Linked DNA regions of Mus musculus: all the other regions are linked to region 4. Evidence: chromatin contacts called from public promoter capture Hi-C data. All regions are on one chromosome and are shown on one strand. Each heading gives the region's core, a stretch centred on a gene start, on an enhancer-like site or on the middle of the called end of the contact. The rest is flanking DNA. Distances are from core to core; before and after follow the strand shown.

Region 1 (2,883 bases), core at 77-2,576, 1.0 Mb after region 4:
TGGTGGCTCATGCCTTTAATCCCAGCTTTCGGGTGGCAGAGGCAGGCGGATTTCTGAGTTCAAGGCCAGCCTGGTCTACAAAGTGAGCTCCAGGACAGCCAGGGCTACAGAGAAATCCTGTCTCGGAAAAACAAAACAAAACAACAACAAAAAAATCATTTGCCACCATACCTATGAGAATAAAAGTTTTCTCAACTGGGGTTAGTGTCTATTAAGTGTCATTAAAGCTCACCAGTTTGGTTTTGATCACCATCTTGGTTTGTGAATTTTTTTTTTTTTTCTTTTTTTCCGAGACAGGGTTTCTCCGTGTAGCCCTGGCTGTCCTGGAAGTCACTTTGTAGACCAGGCTGGCCTCGAACTCAGAAATCCGCCTGCCTCTGCCTCCCGAGTGCTGCGATTAAAGGTGTACGCCACCACCGCCCGGTGGTGTGTGTATTTTAAAAAAAACGATTTTGAGGCCGGGCGTGGTGGCGCAAGCCTTTAATCCCAGCACTCGGGAGGCAGACGGATTTCTAAGTTCGAGGCCAGCCTGGTCTACAAAGTTAGTTCCAGGACAGCCAGGGCTATACGGAGAAACCTTTCTGTCTTGGAAAAAAAAAAAACAAGCCAAAACAAACAAACAAACGATTGTGTATGCATAGAAGCACCTCTGGGAAATAGGATAACGGGTCCTTTTAGAAGGAGCGCCTGTTTTGAGGAAAGTAAAAGAAAGGTATTCACCGGAAGTGCATCTTTATTGCTTCCTGACCTGGACAGTAGCTGATACTGAAGTTTTCCGAATTCACTGTGACTTCTTTCTTTAGGAAGAAAGGATTTTTCTTGATCTTTTCCCTGGGATGGTCCCGTGTTCCTGTTCTCCGAATTGTAGATGGGAAGGATAACTGTCTTGTAACCTAGCTATGACTGACAGACAATGTGGGGTACCAACACCTTGTCACCACAACTTTTAGGATCCTCTGATTTGAGTCTGGGTCTGGGTGGTATCCTGAAGGACTTCACTGGGTGTGAAGGGAGGGAGGAAGCCATTGTCCGTGGGAGTTTGAGCAGTAGGTGACACCTCTAGAAGGGTTGAAAGAGCCTCGAGTTCTCCAGTGCACCCATTATTGTTAGTCCATTCAGTACTGTGAGGTCTCAGTAGCAGCCAGGGCTTGGAAATCTACAGTAGGAAGAAGCCCATTCAGCAAAGGTAATGCGCGGGAATTTGCAAGTTTTCCCGCCTCGGACAGGAGCGTGGCATCTGACGTAGAAGCTCCGCCTCCTTAGTGGGCGGCTCGTGGGCTCCGCCCCCTGCAGGATGATGACGCGTGTGGGACCGGAAGCAACTTCTAGATTTAGTCTGGGTCTCTCCTCCCGGGTGGAGGGTACGCGACCTCGTGTGCGCCACTCTTTTCCGCTGCGCGCCGCGCGCGACTTGATGACGACACTGGACCCGCCCTCGACCCGGGCTGTGCTTTGGTGTTCTTAAGTCGTGCCGCGTGCGCAACGGTAGTGACGCGTTTTACCCGGAGCATGGCGGATACCGGCTTGCGCCGCGTGGTTCCCAGCGACCTTTATCCCCTTGTGCTCAGATTTCTGCGGGATAGCCAACTCTCGGAGGTGGCCAGTAAATTTGCAAAAGCGACCGGCGCTGTGAGTCCTTGGTTTGGTCTGCGGGCCGGGGTGGGACGACTCTCCGAGCTAATCTAGGCCTTGTCGGCTTTAGAAGTTAAGGAGGCGAGGGCTGGGGTCTGTCAGTCCGTTGTCTGCCCAGCTTCTCTGCGGACCTTCCTCAGGCTGGAGGTCTCGGTGTCTCCTTCCACCATGTCTGACTAGCTAGCTCCGAGTATTACGGCTTTTACTTGGTGTGAGTTTTTGCAGCGGTGACAGGCATGGGTCCCTCGTGACCCAGGACATGTGGCGCTAGATCCCTCCGGGAGCATTGGGTTGGCGGTGCGTGGTTCTTCTGTACTTTTTGTTGGACTTACCCTTAATTGCAGTTTTACCTGAGACTCAAAGATTTTAGTAATGAAGGCTTGGATTCTATTTATACACTTGTTTGTTTTTACAAAAGAAGATGAGTGAGTGCAGGGATAAATTGCGAAGTAATGATAGCTAGGACTTCATATTGTATTTACTTATTTTTTTAAAAAGAAAAAAATGAATGAGTGTGGTGATAGGTTGCTTTCAGTATACTCTAGGAGTAGTGAGCGTCCGCCTGTGTTAAGTTGGCACTGAGCTTGGAGCTCCAGGTAGTGATGTTAGGCCAGGCTCTGCGGCTTTCTGCATGTATGATCCCAGCAGCCTTTTGTTTGAGACAAAGTTCATGTAGTCCTTGTGTAGTGGAGGATGGATATGAACTTCTGTACCTCTTGTCACAGCCTCTTCATGCTAAGTGCCTTACTGCCCTGCAGCACACTTTGTATACCATACTGGCCTTGAACTCAGCTCAGTCTCTGTCTACCAAGTGCTGGGATTAAAGGTGTATATCACCATGCTCAGCCCAATTTACAGCTTTTGAGTGAATGAGACTCACTGAGAGAAAAATGCACAAAGTAGTAACTCCATTGTAGGCACACAGGAACATGGGGTGAGTGACAGCTGTTATGTAAGAGCAAAATGTTTACTCTGCACCTTAAGAAAAGCTGTAGCGGGCTGGAGAGACGGCTCAGCAGTTACGACCACTGACTGCTCTTTTAGAGGTCCCGAGTTCAATTCTCAGCAACCAACCACATGGTGGCTCACAACCATCTGTAATGGGATCAGATGCCCATTCTTCTAGTGTGTCTGAAGACAGCAAAGATGAACTCACATAAATAAGGGGGAAAAAAAATGAAAGAAAAGCTGTAGTGTTCGTGGAAACACCTTGAAAGGCTGTAGGCCTTAGATCCTGGGACTCTTGGGTTA
Region 2 (2,836 bases), core at 42-2,541, 1.7 Mb after region 4:
CAACAACAAAACAAAACAAAACAACAAAAAAAAAAAAAAAAAAAAAAGAGAGAATTGCGAGGATACCGCTGAAATGAGCCCAGAAATCACTCGTCCTGGAAATTATAAAAAACACTGTGGGTGTTCACAAAAAAGGAAGAGTATTGTGTTTATGGAATACAAAGTAAGATCAGGAAAAACATTTTAAAACGCGCTTCAGTTGGGAGGCAGAAAGTTCAGTTTGGGAGCTACTGTGCTACCGCATCTAGTCTGATGCAATGGACTTGAGAGTCCTGGTGAGCTGTGCTCCACAATGAATCTTCTCCGGAGCTAACAGCGTTTGACCTGTGCATTTCATAATAAGCTTTCATGGGCCTTCTCAGGTTGCTCTCCCCTTCCTATTTCCCCAAATTGCCTGGGTGCACGTTAAAAAACAAAACAAAACAAAACAAAACAAAACCAAAAATAGGGTCCATCTCATTCTGTGATTATAGCAGGACTACAGGAGAATCCCTGTGATGACAAAGTTTGGGAAGCTGACCACACTTTGAGAGGTTTGTTGAGAGCTAGAAAACAGCAAAGGTCGTCCGTGAGGGCCGGCAGGTGGCGCCACATGATCGTGAGCAGCTGAGGGCTCACAGAGTCACGGAGACCGCAGGTCCTCGGCGTTGCTAGGGCCACCCTGTCACCGCGAATCTCCAGAGGAACCGCATGCAGGGGTAGTGGGCTGGGGGGCTTGACTAGTATCCCGATTTGGTTTTAGGCTATGTGCATCGTAAGCTGTCTCCAGTCCGGCTCTGGTGCTCCCAGGGAAGGAGGGCTCAGCCCATTCTGCGGCGACACGGAGCCCCGTGGAGCCCGCAAGTCCCTGCAGCAAGGACCCGAGGCCTCGCGCCTCAGGGCAGTATTGCAGGGCTGCCAAGCCGCGCGCGAGGATCTACTACAGAGACCCCACAGGGAGCGCCGCACCCGCGGACCGCTCCCTTTCATTGGCCGCCTGGAGGAAGACCACGCCCCCATCCCTACAGCGCTCATCTTTGACTGGCTCTTGCATCCGGGATGGCCACGCCTCCTCCCCGCGCATACACAAGAGTCACGCGCCTTTCAGTTGGAAACTTGGCATGCAGAGGAGGACAGTGGCCCTCATCTCCCCGCCCACCTCCCGTGCCATTGGTGCGGCACGCCGACTGCGACCACGCCCCCATTCCAGCCCCCTGGCTGGGAAGGCGGGCACCCGCTCTTGATTGGCTGGCAGACCTGCCTCTCGCGGGAGAGGCTAGCACGCCCCTCCCTCCGCTCCCTCCTCCCTCGAGCCCGGGGGTTCCTCAGCTGGCTCAGTCCGAATCAGTGTCATTCAGAGAGAAGGACAGCTAAGGGCTGGGCGCGAACGCGCGGTTGCAGTCCTGCTCGGGCGCCGGTGCCTGCGCTCGCGCCGCCGGGTGGGAAGGATGAAGCCTCAGCTGGAGCAGCCACCCTATGATTGGCTGTGGCGCTTGTGAACCCGAAGTAAAGATGGCGGGCGGGCAGGCAGCCGCCGCACTGCCCACTTGGAAGATGGCGGCGCGCCGCAGCCTCAGTGCCCGCGGCCGGGGGGTCCTGCAAGCAGCTGCGGGCCGGCTGCTGCCGCTGCTACTGCTGAGCTGCTGCTGGGGAGCGGGCGGCTGCACAGCGGCCGGCGAGAACGAGGAGACCGTGATCATCGGGCTGCGGCTGGAGGATACGAACGACGTGTCGTTCATGGAAGGGGGTGCTCTGCGGGTGAGCGAGCGGACCCGGGTCAAGCTGCGGGTGTACGGGCAGAACATCAACAACGAGACGTGGTCCCGCATCGCCTTCACTGAGCACGAGCGGCGCCGGCACACACCCAGCGAGCGTGGGCTGGGGGGCCCCGCGCCTCCGGAGCCGGACAGCGGCCCCCAGCGCTGCGGCATCCGCACCTCAGACATCATCATCTTGCCCCACATCATTCTCAATCGCCGCACATCGGGCATCATCGAGATCGAGATTAAACCGCTGCGCAAGATGGAGAAGAGCAAGTCTTATTACCTGTGCACGTCTCTCTCCACGCCCGCACTAGGCGCCGGCGGCTCCGGGTCTGCGAGTGGCACCGTCGGGGGCAAGGGTGGCGCGGGGGTGGCCGGACTCCCGCCTCCTCCGTGGGCCGAGACCACCTGGATTTACCACGACGGTGAGGACACCAAGATGATAGTGGGCGAGGAGAAGAAGTTCTTGCTGCCCTTCTGGCTGCAAGTGATCTTCATCTCGCTGCTGCTGTGCCTGTCGGGCATGTTCAGCGGCCTCAACCTGGGGCTCATGGCTCTGGACCCGATGGAGCTGCGCATCGTGCAAAACTGCGGCACGGAGAAAGAGAAGAATTATGCCAAGCGCATCGAGCCGGTGCGCAGGCAGGGCAACTACCTGCTGTGCTCGCTGCTGCTGGGCAACGTACTGGTCAACACCACGCTCACCATCCTGCTGGACGACATTGCGGGCTCAGGCCTTGTGGCGGTGGTGGTCTCCACCATTGGCATCGTCATCTTCGGAGAAATCGTGCCCCAAGCCATCTGCTCCCGACACGGCCTGGCGGTAGGGGCCAACACCATCTTCCTCACCAAGTTTTTCATGATGATGACATTCCCCGCTTCTTATCCGGTTAGCAAACTGCTGGACTGCGTCCTGGGCCAGGAGATAGGCACGGTCTATAACCGGGAAAAACTGCTGGAGATGCTCCGGGTTACTGACCCCTATAACGACCTCGTTAAGGAAGAGCTGAACATCATCCAAGGGGCGCTGGAGCTCCGCACCAAGACGGTGGAGGACGTGATGACTCCCCTCAGGGACTGCTTCATGATAACCG
Region 3 (2,934 bases), core at 128-2,627, 1.1 Mb after region 4:
TGTTGGATCCCTCTGGAGCTGGAGTTACAGTAGATAGTGCTATGTACATCCTGGGAACTGAACTCAGGTCTTCTGGAAGAGCAGCAAGCACACTTAACTGCTAAGCTTCCTTTCCAGTCTCACCTGTCCGCATTTCGAAGGAAAATGGGAAATCATCATCATCATCATCATCATCTTCTTCTTCTTCTTCTTCTTCTTCTTCTTCTTCTTCTTCTTCTTCTTCTTCTTCTTCTTCTTCTTCTTCTTCTTCTTCTTCCTCTTCTTCCTCTTCTTCCTCTTCTTCTTCTTCTTCTTCTTCTTCTTCTTCTTCTTCTTCTTCTTCTTCTTCTTCTTCTTCTTCTTCTTCTTCTTCTTCTTTTTGTTAACGATGTGGACTAATGGTGTGAGATTAGGCCCTCAGACTTGATCCTCATACACCTCCACCAATCGTTCATTAAGATTTGTCCAAGGCTTAATAGGAAGGGCTGAACTGAGAGTCATATAGCCCTATGGAGTAAGGTATACCAAGTATTGAGGGAGGCTGGAGAGATGGTTTAGTGGCTAAGAGCATTATCTTAAAATAGACAAATTCTTTCTTTTTAAAAAGAAGTATTAAGTACCCCCATGCCCCTTACTCTCCGCACCGAATTGGCTGGGGTAGGTGTATGTTTTTCTCTGCTATGCATGGATCCAGCTTTCCTCGGTAGAACTCTTTCCACGTCTGGAAAATGAGGATACTCTAATTAGGTATCCAAGATTTCTGCTACCATTTTCTCTATTTCTGGATGGTAGGAATGGAGTAGAAAATGCAAAAATCAGAGTTAGGATGAGACAGGCACATATACCCAAGTGGGGCACAGAAGACAGGAGGGCGTAGGCAAGATTGCACGGGCCGGATTTAGGAACGCGTTTCAACCCCAGACCTGCCTGGAAAGAGAGCGATCCCTAAAGTAGTAAAGCCCAGGTGACTTTGGTAGGATGAAGTTGGGGGAGTAGGGTCGCCCGCTCAAGCTCTCAAAACGGACCCCGCCCCCTTTCCAGCAAATCATAGCCTTCCTGCCCAGGATGCCCAGCAGCCACTGCTAAACAGCGCACTGCAACCGAACCCTATCTGACCCCACCTCTTCAACCGCCCAGCACAATTTTTCATTGTTTATTGGCTTCTGTAACTGTCAGTCAGAGAATCCTCGTATCCGTTGGCTGTCCCCTACCTACTCTTCTTTCCCTTGTAATCTGGTCTCTTTGGGCATTGCACGCCTCCCAGAGCTAATTTCTTTCTTCGATTGGATAGTCGGAATGCCACTTTTCAGAGTGCCACGCTCTGATTGGCTGAGCGCGGCAGGACTCTCGCAGTTACCAGGCAGCGGGCTAGACTGAGGCTAGTTACCACGTCAGTGAGCTGACAGGGAAGGTAGCCGGCACCACCGAGCGTCCCGGCCCACTTACTCCAGCCTGCAGTGAGGTCTCACCCTGAAGTTAGGGTTGCCTTCCAGAAGACAGGATCCTTCCCTTCTCTCACTCGCCGCCGGCGCCGGGAGAGCGGCCGGGAGACGCCTCCGGGGCCAGGCTGGACATGAGCTGCGGCTGCCGCCGGTTCTGGGACTAGGCCCCGCCATTTTGGATCCGCTGACAGGTCAGCGAAGTCTCTTCTTAGAGTTCCAGCGTCGTGAGGGCCTCCTGACGTTGCCATCAAGAATAAGGAGGAAGGGTCCTTCGGTTGGGCGAAGCGGCCTGGGCGATGGGCTTAGTGGGAAGAAGTAAACCCAGAGGACTGATGTGAGAGGGAGTTGGGAGGTGTGCAGGGGCCAAAGGTCAGACCCTTGTCCCCGAGGGGTGTTTCAGCTCCACCTGTGACTCGGTGGATGCTAGAATCTGTTTTTGTTTTTGTTTGTTTGTTTGTTTGTTTTCCCTAGGCATAATCTGGCCTGCAGCTCTTCTTTTTCAGACCCTTCTGCACCCTAAAGTCCTCAACATCTGAAAGCAAAATTAAGGATGGTTTCAGGGTTTAGAGAGTGAATCTTTTCAGATTCTGTACATCTGTCACTTCGGGGTGACTGCGTCCTAGCACAACTGAAGCGCCCCATTAATCCTGAAAGATGAGCCAGCTCAGTTTGGATTAGGTAGTCAGAAGGCATAGAAGACTGGAGGCAGCCGCCTGAGAACCTGGCCTGTAAGATCTTGCTTTTACAGGATAGCTCAGCTGTCACCAGGGGTCTGCATGTAAACACCTTTCTTTCTTTTTGAGTCAGGTTCTTTCTGTGTAGCTCTGGTTTTTCTGGAATTCACTATGTAGACCAGGCTGGCCTTGGATTTACAAAGATCCACCTCCTTCTGCCTTAAACTCTTTAGGTGTGTGTTATGGGTAGGCATTTACCCACTGTAACTCCCTTCTTTTTAAGGATATGAGGTTTGATCCCAAGGCAGCCACTCTTTTGTGACACATTTGATTGAGAGTTAAGAGGGGTTTGAATACTGATAAGGCTTGGTCCTGGTGGTCTATTTATTTTTAGTAGGTGAAAAATCATGAAAAGGGCTGGAGGGAGACGTAGCTGGTTGAGTGTTTGCCTTGCATGTATGGAGTCCTTGAGTTCAGTCCCTAGCACTTCATAAACTGGGCATGTTGGTCCACATCTGTAATTATTCCCTACTTGGGAGATGGAAACACGAGGGTTAGCCCTGACATTCAAGGTTATCCTCAGCTACTTCTTGAGTTAGAGGCCAGCCTGGGCCAAGTGAGACACTGTCTTTAGCAAAGAGACAAGTTAGGAGAGTTGTTCTGCTCCTTGTGGTAGGGTCAGGGAAACAGAGTGAATGGTAGGGCACAACCCGAAAGAGTGTAGTTTATGGCCCAGTAGTGACCTTTGACATTGCTGTGTCATAAACTGGTGAAGTCCTTCGAAGGTAAAGAGTACGTTAGAGATGAGAGACAATGTAGTGTTTCCTGAGTGCAGAAGC
Region 4 (2,813 bases), core at 31-2,530:
GCTAGCCTCCCGAGCTGGACTTCAGGACCTGGGATAGCTGCGGTCGAGCTTGCCCCCCACCGCCACCCCCAGGTGAATGTCAGGCTCCAGGCTGCAGTTGTGAGTCTAAAGTCGCTGCAAGACTCTATCCCAGGACTGAGTGATCTTCTGGAGAGAGCCCCACAAATCGCTAGTGCAAAACCAGGGGTCACGCCCTCTAGAGCATTTCTGTAAACCAAAAAACAGACTCCCCCATGTAGGACCTCCTGCCTCGCTACCTCTAGGACTTGGCCACCTCACCTGGTCCCGTGTGCCGCCGCTGCCCTTGTCGCCCGCTGGCGGGCGCGATACAGTGAACTAAGGACCCCGCCCACGCTCCGCGCAGCTGCTGGAATAGAGCTACCCTGCGCGGTCCTGGGATCCCATTGGCTGCTGAGACCGCCAGTCATTCTCTTCTAGCACCTTTGGTAGCCTGTCCGGATTGTAGCTTCTCACCTGTCTGATACCTCTGGGCTCTGCCCGCCCCAACTCTGAACCCCAACTGGTCGTTGGAACCCAGGCTCTGGAACTGGCTGGGTTCCACTGGCTACTAGAATCACGTCTTCTCCGGGCCACGCTAGCTTCCTGAAATTGCCATCCCTTCCGTAGTCATCCCTAAGGTCTCTGTGGGAGAATGTCACAAACGAAAGAGCTGAACCTGAGCCTGAGATCAGCAGGAAGGAAAGCTGGAACATGGCTGTGTCGCCGCTGTGCCCTGGGTGCTGATGGATAAGGGATGTGTGTGTGTAATGCCTTCTTCACCTTCGGAGACACCCTGTTCTGGAAAGGCCGCACGATACAGCAGCTGATCCCAGGCCACTAGGAGAAGAATCTTTCTGATGCGCCTGCTTGGATGCAGGCAGAGATCACGGGAAACTTTGGCCGTGCACATCCCTAGGACTGGGGCGTCAGTTTGTGTACGGATAAGTGTTGGGGGTACAAAAAATTGCTGGCACAGTGGAGCTGGGGATTAGGTGGCAAAGGGGACTGGGAACACAAAAGGGGCACAGATACCACAACAATGTGGCTGGAAAGAGATGCGAATGACGAGGATCTGCAAAAGGAGCCTCTAAGACCTGGAGTAGCAGACCAGGGTGCAAGCAAGGAGAGTCCATTGCCAAGGCAGCAATCAAGTAAACAAGCAGTAATCCGAATCCCTCCGGGCGTTGCACCCTCAGAGGCCCGCCCTCCACGCCGCTCACCCGCACCCAGTGCACCTAGACTGGGTGCTGCGGGGGTGGGTGCCTCCAGAGGCAAGCTAAGGGACTGCAAGCGAAGGAGGCAAGTGGGGCGGCTCCTCCCCTTTTCTCCCTGGTTGGGAAGGAGGCCAGAATTGCTTCCCAGGACTGGGTCGGGTTTGGTCTCAACGGCCTGGTCTGGGAGAATCACTCTGGACATCCACTGTCTCGGAACTCTGCCAAGAGGGGGGGTGGGTCAGGCGAACGAGCTCAGGGAGCCCCCGCCCTTCCCTGCTGCTCAGCGTCACGCGTGACGTCTCGGTGATGGCTGGGAGGAAAGCGGAGAGCGGTGAGGAAGGCGGGTCTGAGAGCTTCTAGAGGCTGAAAACCCCGGAAAGCGTGAGTGCCTGCTGCCTTGGGAATCAGCAAAGTGGAGGGGTGAGGGCTTGGGCTCAGAACAGAAGGCTTGCCTTGAGAGAGGTGCTCTCTCTTATGGGAATTCCATATTGCGTGGTCTGTTAGGATCTGTAGGGCACAAGGAGGGGTTGGTTGAGGCTGTGTGTTAGGCATGCTTTCAAATGTCTGCAACTGATAGATATGGCTGAGCGTGTGTGTGTGTGTGTGTGTGTGTGTGTGTGTGTGTGTGTGTAACGGTACTCTGGTTGGTTGACTAGTGTATACAGTGTGACTCTAACCTGTTTGTGTGCTGGGGAGGGCGTGCCTGTCTTTGTGTATAAGTATGTGAAAGTCGGGTGGGGACGGTGTCTACTGTGAGGGAGGAAGTGGGGTTGGAGGGTATTAGTCACTCTGCAGGATTTTTGCCTAACACAGCCAGATGGCTGTTCTTGGCATTCCTTTTTGTGCTGGGCGGAGGGGCATCCATTGAATCTCGCCCTTTCCTGAGGTTTTTCTGAGGCTCAGAGAGAGTTGGGTGGGTGCCTGCGTCAGTTCTATTCAACCCAGGACCAGGGAGAGCCCGGAGTTATTGTGTAGGAGTGGAAGCAAGTGGGTTTGAGGAGGCTATGTGGGTGCTCACATGTTCACAAATGGCTGCCACTCCAGTGCTGTTTGAGATCTGGTACGGATCAGCCCTCAGGTGCCTAATGTCTCCTCCAATCAGGGGCTTGAGTGTGGGCTGCCTTCTGTCATTTTTCCAAACAGCCTTGGAAGTTTTTATCTAAGTCTTGGGGCAGCTGGGGCCTGAAGCTGGAAAGGGCTTGGGTGTGTTATCCATGTTCTGTGCTCCTATAGCAGGAGCTCAAGATAGCTGCCCCAGATTAGCTGCTGCTGGGGAATCACACACACACACACACACACACACACACACACACACACACACACACTCACACACACGTAAATCTGGCATCAGGCCACAGCGTCAGGAAAGCTATATTCTTGGTTCTGGTCTTCCCTCCGGCTCTTAAGTGGCTGTATGTTCCTGGCTAAAACACTACCTAGGGAACAACTCCTCCCCCACCCTTGTTTATGGATCTGGAGTGACCTTGAGCACCTGCAAGCACTGGTCAGTTTCTGGGGCCAAGGCAGAGCCACCAAAGTGTCTCCCAAGTGAAGGAAGTCCTTGGACCTGACCCTTATTCTTGCTACCTTGCAGAAGAT
Region 5 (2,842 bases), core at 207-2,706, 1.9 Mb after region 4:
GACTGTACTGTTTCATACGACAGAACCTTGAAGGGCATCTTATTTTACAGATTAATGCTGGCTGAGAATAATGCAACAACCAATAGTACTGAATTTGGCTTTTTGTTCATTTTTTTGGTAAGAGTGAAGCTTAAACCAGTTTTTCAAGCTCAGGCATGGTGGAACAAGCCTATTAATATCTGTTAGGGACCTGGAAGAGAAAGATCCCAAGTTCGAGGCCACTAGGGTACAGAGCCTGTTCGAGGCCTACAAACAGGTTCATATTGTAATGGAAATGCTCTTCGGAAGCAAGCCGGGAAGCATCAATCCTTGTATCAACAGCCCAGCATAACCACCTTGCCACTACGAGCACCCGCAACGATTTTATTGCAATTTTTAACCAGCTGGTTTGTTAAACTGAACCTCTAAGCCCTGATGTCTTCTCTTACATTCTTAGCCATTGATGGAAAATGCTAAGGTGACTATGTGAAAGACCTGAAGTCTTTCTGTACTCACTACGTCTACGATAAATGGCACCGTTTTAACATCCTCCCCCTACACATGACGGCCAAAGGAATTTGCATCCCTTAAGAAAAATTATAGGTCTACGGTCATTATGAAACAATGTGCGGGGGGGGGGGGGGCGCAGAGAAGTGGTGGGGAACACGCAACCGTGTTGAGTGACTAGTCATTTCAGAGTGCTCTATTAGAGCACAGCCCTCGACTACCGAGGCTGTGAAACAAATCCGACACAAACCTTCATCTAATGCTTTTAAAGGCTGCGGCCAGGCAAAGCCAACCGCTCAAAACGCTGTTCTTGTAACAGGCCCCACTTCTGCATCTCGCCCTGCAGGGCTTCGGGGGCCCCAGAAAAAAAAAGGCGAGGGACAAACCGCCTCCAAACGTCTTTAGGCGAGACTTGCAATTGATGTGAGCTTTCCAGGAAGTACTGCGCACCACAAAACTGGCTCGTGGGCCATTCCGCGGGCAGATCCAAACCCTGCCAGGCTCGCAGCCCATGAGGGGAGCCCCGCACCCGCCTCACGAGAACTGAGGCCAGGCTGCCAGCCCAGAGAGACCAGGGGAACCGAGAGCGGCGCCTGCCCGCCCACTCCGCGAGAAAGGCGGGGTCCCAGCTAGCGGACGCTGGGAAACAATGGCGCGAGCATGACGTGGGCCGGGGGCGTCGCCGCCGCGCGGGGAAGGGGCTGCGGCGGGCCGGGGGCGCCCGGGCCGGGGGCGTGCGCCACGCCGGGGCGCTGAGGCCGCGGGCGCGCGGGCAGATCTGGGCCGGGGTAGGGAGCCCTGAGGAAAGGGACGCCGGGCGGACGGCGGGGGCCGCTGGGTCGCGCGCTGGGCCGCGCATCCTCCCCAGCCTGCTCGCTCGCCGCCCGCCCGCTCCAAGCCCCCTCCCGCCCGCCGCGGGTGCCGCCGCACTCACCGGCCGCACCGCACGGCAGCAATCCTAGCGCGCAACTGCCGCAGCCGCCTCGGCGCGCGCCCTCCCCGCCCCCGCCGCCCCGGCACCGCCCCCAGCTCGCGCCCGGCCAGGGACCGGCGCTCTGTTCCTTACCCGGGCTCCGCCGCAGAAGCCGGCCGCGGCGATGCTCCCTGGCGGGCGGTCCTGTCTCAGGGCCCCTCACAGGGCTCGGGGAACTTCCCACCACAGAACTCCCAGAGCTGCTAAACTCCGAGGGTGATGCACGTTAACAACCTATCCATTTCCTAGGAATAACCACCTCTTGGCTTTTTGCCTGCTCCCCTCAGCACACTCCTGGCTGCCCCGCCCCTACCTTAGGTGACCACGCCTACTCTGCGAGAGGCTTTCCCTAAGGTGGGAAGAGTGTGTCCCTTACTCCTAGCAGCTTACTCCTAGACAAACGAACCAGAGGGTCTCCCTGGAAGACCTTGAACTCAACTCCATGATAATCATAGGGACCAGCTTTGGGGTTTATCAGAATGAGTTCAAATCCTAGTTTCACTACTTACCCAGGGAACCAACCAAGGAACCTGACTACACACAGTTGATTTATCCGAGATATTATTGATAGAATGAAACAATACAGACTCCAGGCTTAGTTCTGGATCCTAGCAAACAATAAATAGTAGTTGAATACACTGACACCCGTTACCGTACTTCACTACAAGACAGCCCACCCACTATGTCCAGAACACTGCATTCCTTAGTCTGGGCAGCTCTGGAATTCATCGCAAAGACCAAATTCTAGTCCTGGGAGCCTCGGAAAAGCAACTGATCTACTGGTTCTTCGACCTTGGACTTTGCCCAAGATCTTCCCGAGTTGGGGATATTTGATCCCTCCCATTGTTTTTCCTCTGTCCTAATTCTGAGGATCTTTGTCTTTCTCTCAGGCATTTGGCTGATTTGATTTTGATTTCCTTTAGATGGTATCATCCAAGACTAAGCCAAGTTTTGTAGTACCATCATAATCAAGGAGGACTATGGCTTCCACTTTGTAACAGCGCCTTGCATTTGTGCAGTAAAGTTCTCAGTGAACACTAAGTATGGTAGCTTGCCGGGAGTCCTAGCTTCTGGAGATGCTAGGACTAAGGCAAGAGGATTACGTGAGCCCAGAATTTGAAGTTAACCTGAGCAACATAATGAAAGAAAGAAAAAAGGGAGAGGAAGCAATGGTGAGGGGGGGGGGGGGAACAAGGAAGAAAGAGGAGGAAGGAGAAGAAAATGAAAAAGAGAAGAAAGTTCTTGGCAGACATACTACTGACTCATTACACTTGCAGTCAACCTGAACCACAGGGTGTTTTTGAAAACAGGAGGGCTCTGCTAACAGCTTCTACTTACCCTCCTGTGCCTTTCACCCTGCCTAGGTCAGCTGAGGATAAGCCC

The links. Promoter capture Hi-C pulls out the DNA fragments that hold promoters and counts their contacts. Capture Hi-C pulls out chosen DNA fragments and counts their contacts.
Region 1: a contact with region 4 is called in a promoter capture Hi-C map of liver, with 4 times the contacts expected there. The contact joins the promoter of Nolc1 here to the promoter of Sfxn3 in region 4. A contact is called at or near these places in 3 of 39 promoter capture datasets (the 3T3-L1 cell line, embryonic stem cells and pre-B cells), 3 of 115 datasets of contacts at active chromatin or transcription factors (embryonic stem cells, pancreatic cancer cells and trophoblast stem cells) and 1 of 9 other capture datasets (liver).
Region 2: a promoter capture Hi-C map of liver shows a contact between it and region 4, with 4 times the contacts expected there. The contact joins the promoter of Cnnm2 here to the promoter of Sfxn3 in region 4. A contact is called at or near these places in 1 of 39 promoter capture datasets (pre-B cells) and 1 of 9 other capture datasets (liver).
Region 3: a promoter capture Hi-C map of erythroid cells shows a contact between it and region 4, with 15 times the contacts expected there. The contact joins the promoter of Gbf1 here to the promoter of Sfxn3 in region 4. A contact is called at or near these places in 1 of 39 promoter capture datasets (erythroid cells), 1 of 484 Hi-C or Micro-C datasets (CD4 T cells) and 1 of 115 datasets of contacts at active chromatin or transcription factors (astrocytes).
Region 5: a contact with region 4 is called in a promoter capture Hi-C map of pre-B cells, with 4 times the contacts expected there. The contact joins the promoter of Nt5c2 here to the promoter of Sfxn3 in region 4.

What each region holds. Positions count from the first base shown.
Region 1 is chr19:46,074,521-46,077,403 of GRCm38.p6, forward strand. Nolc1 (nucleolar and coiled-body phosphoprotein 1) reads left to right here and starts at 1,327. Exons shown (of 13, transcript NM_001039353.2): 1 at 1,327-1,629. The coding sequence starts at 1,510. RefSeq lists an enhancer at 1,236-1,307 and cis regulatory regions at 1,249-1,255, 1,278-1,284.
Region 2 is chr19:46,760,318-46,763,153 of GRCm38.p6, forward strand. It overlaps Cnnm2 (cyclin M2), which reads left to right and starts at 1,292. Exons shown (of 8, transcript NM_033569.3): 1 at 1,292-2,836. The coding sequence starts at 1,456.
Region 3 is chr19:46,151,181-46,154,114 of GRCm38.p6, forward strand. It overlaps Gbf1 (golgi-specific brefeldin A-resistance factor 1), which reads left to right and starts at 1,378. Exons shown (of 40, transcript NM_178930.3): 1 at 1,378-1,612.
Region 4 is chr19:45,046,296-45,049,108 of GRCm38.p6, forward strand. It overlaps Sfxn3 (sideroflexin 3), which reads left to right and starts at 1,281. Exons shown (of 11, transcript NM_053197.4): 1 at 1,281-1,595; 2 at 2,809-2,813. The coding sequence starts at 2,812. It also overlaps a transcript of Pdzd7 not described here.
Region 5 is chr19:46,960,852-46,963,693 of GRCm38.p6, forward strand. It overlaps Nt5c2 (5'-nucleotidase, cytosolic II), which reads right to left and starts at 1,457. Exons shown (of 18, transcript NM_029810.5): 1 at 1,421-1,457.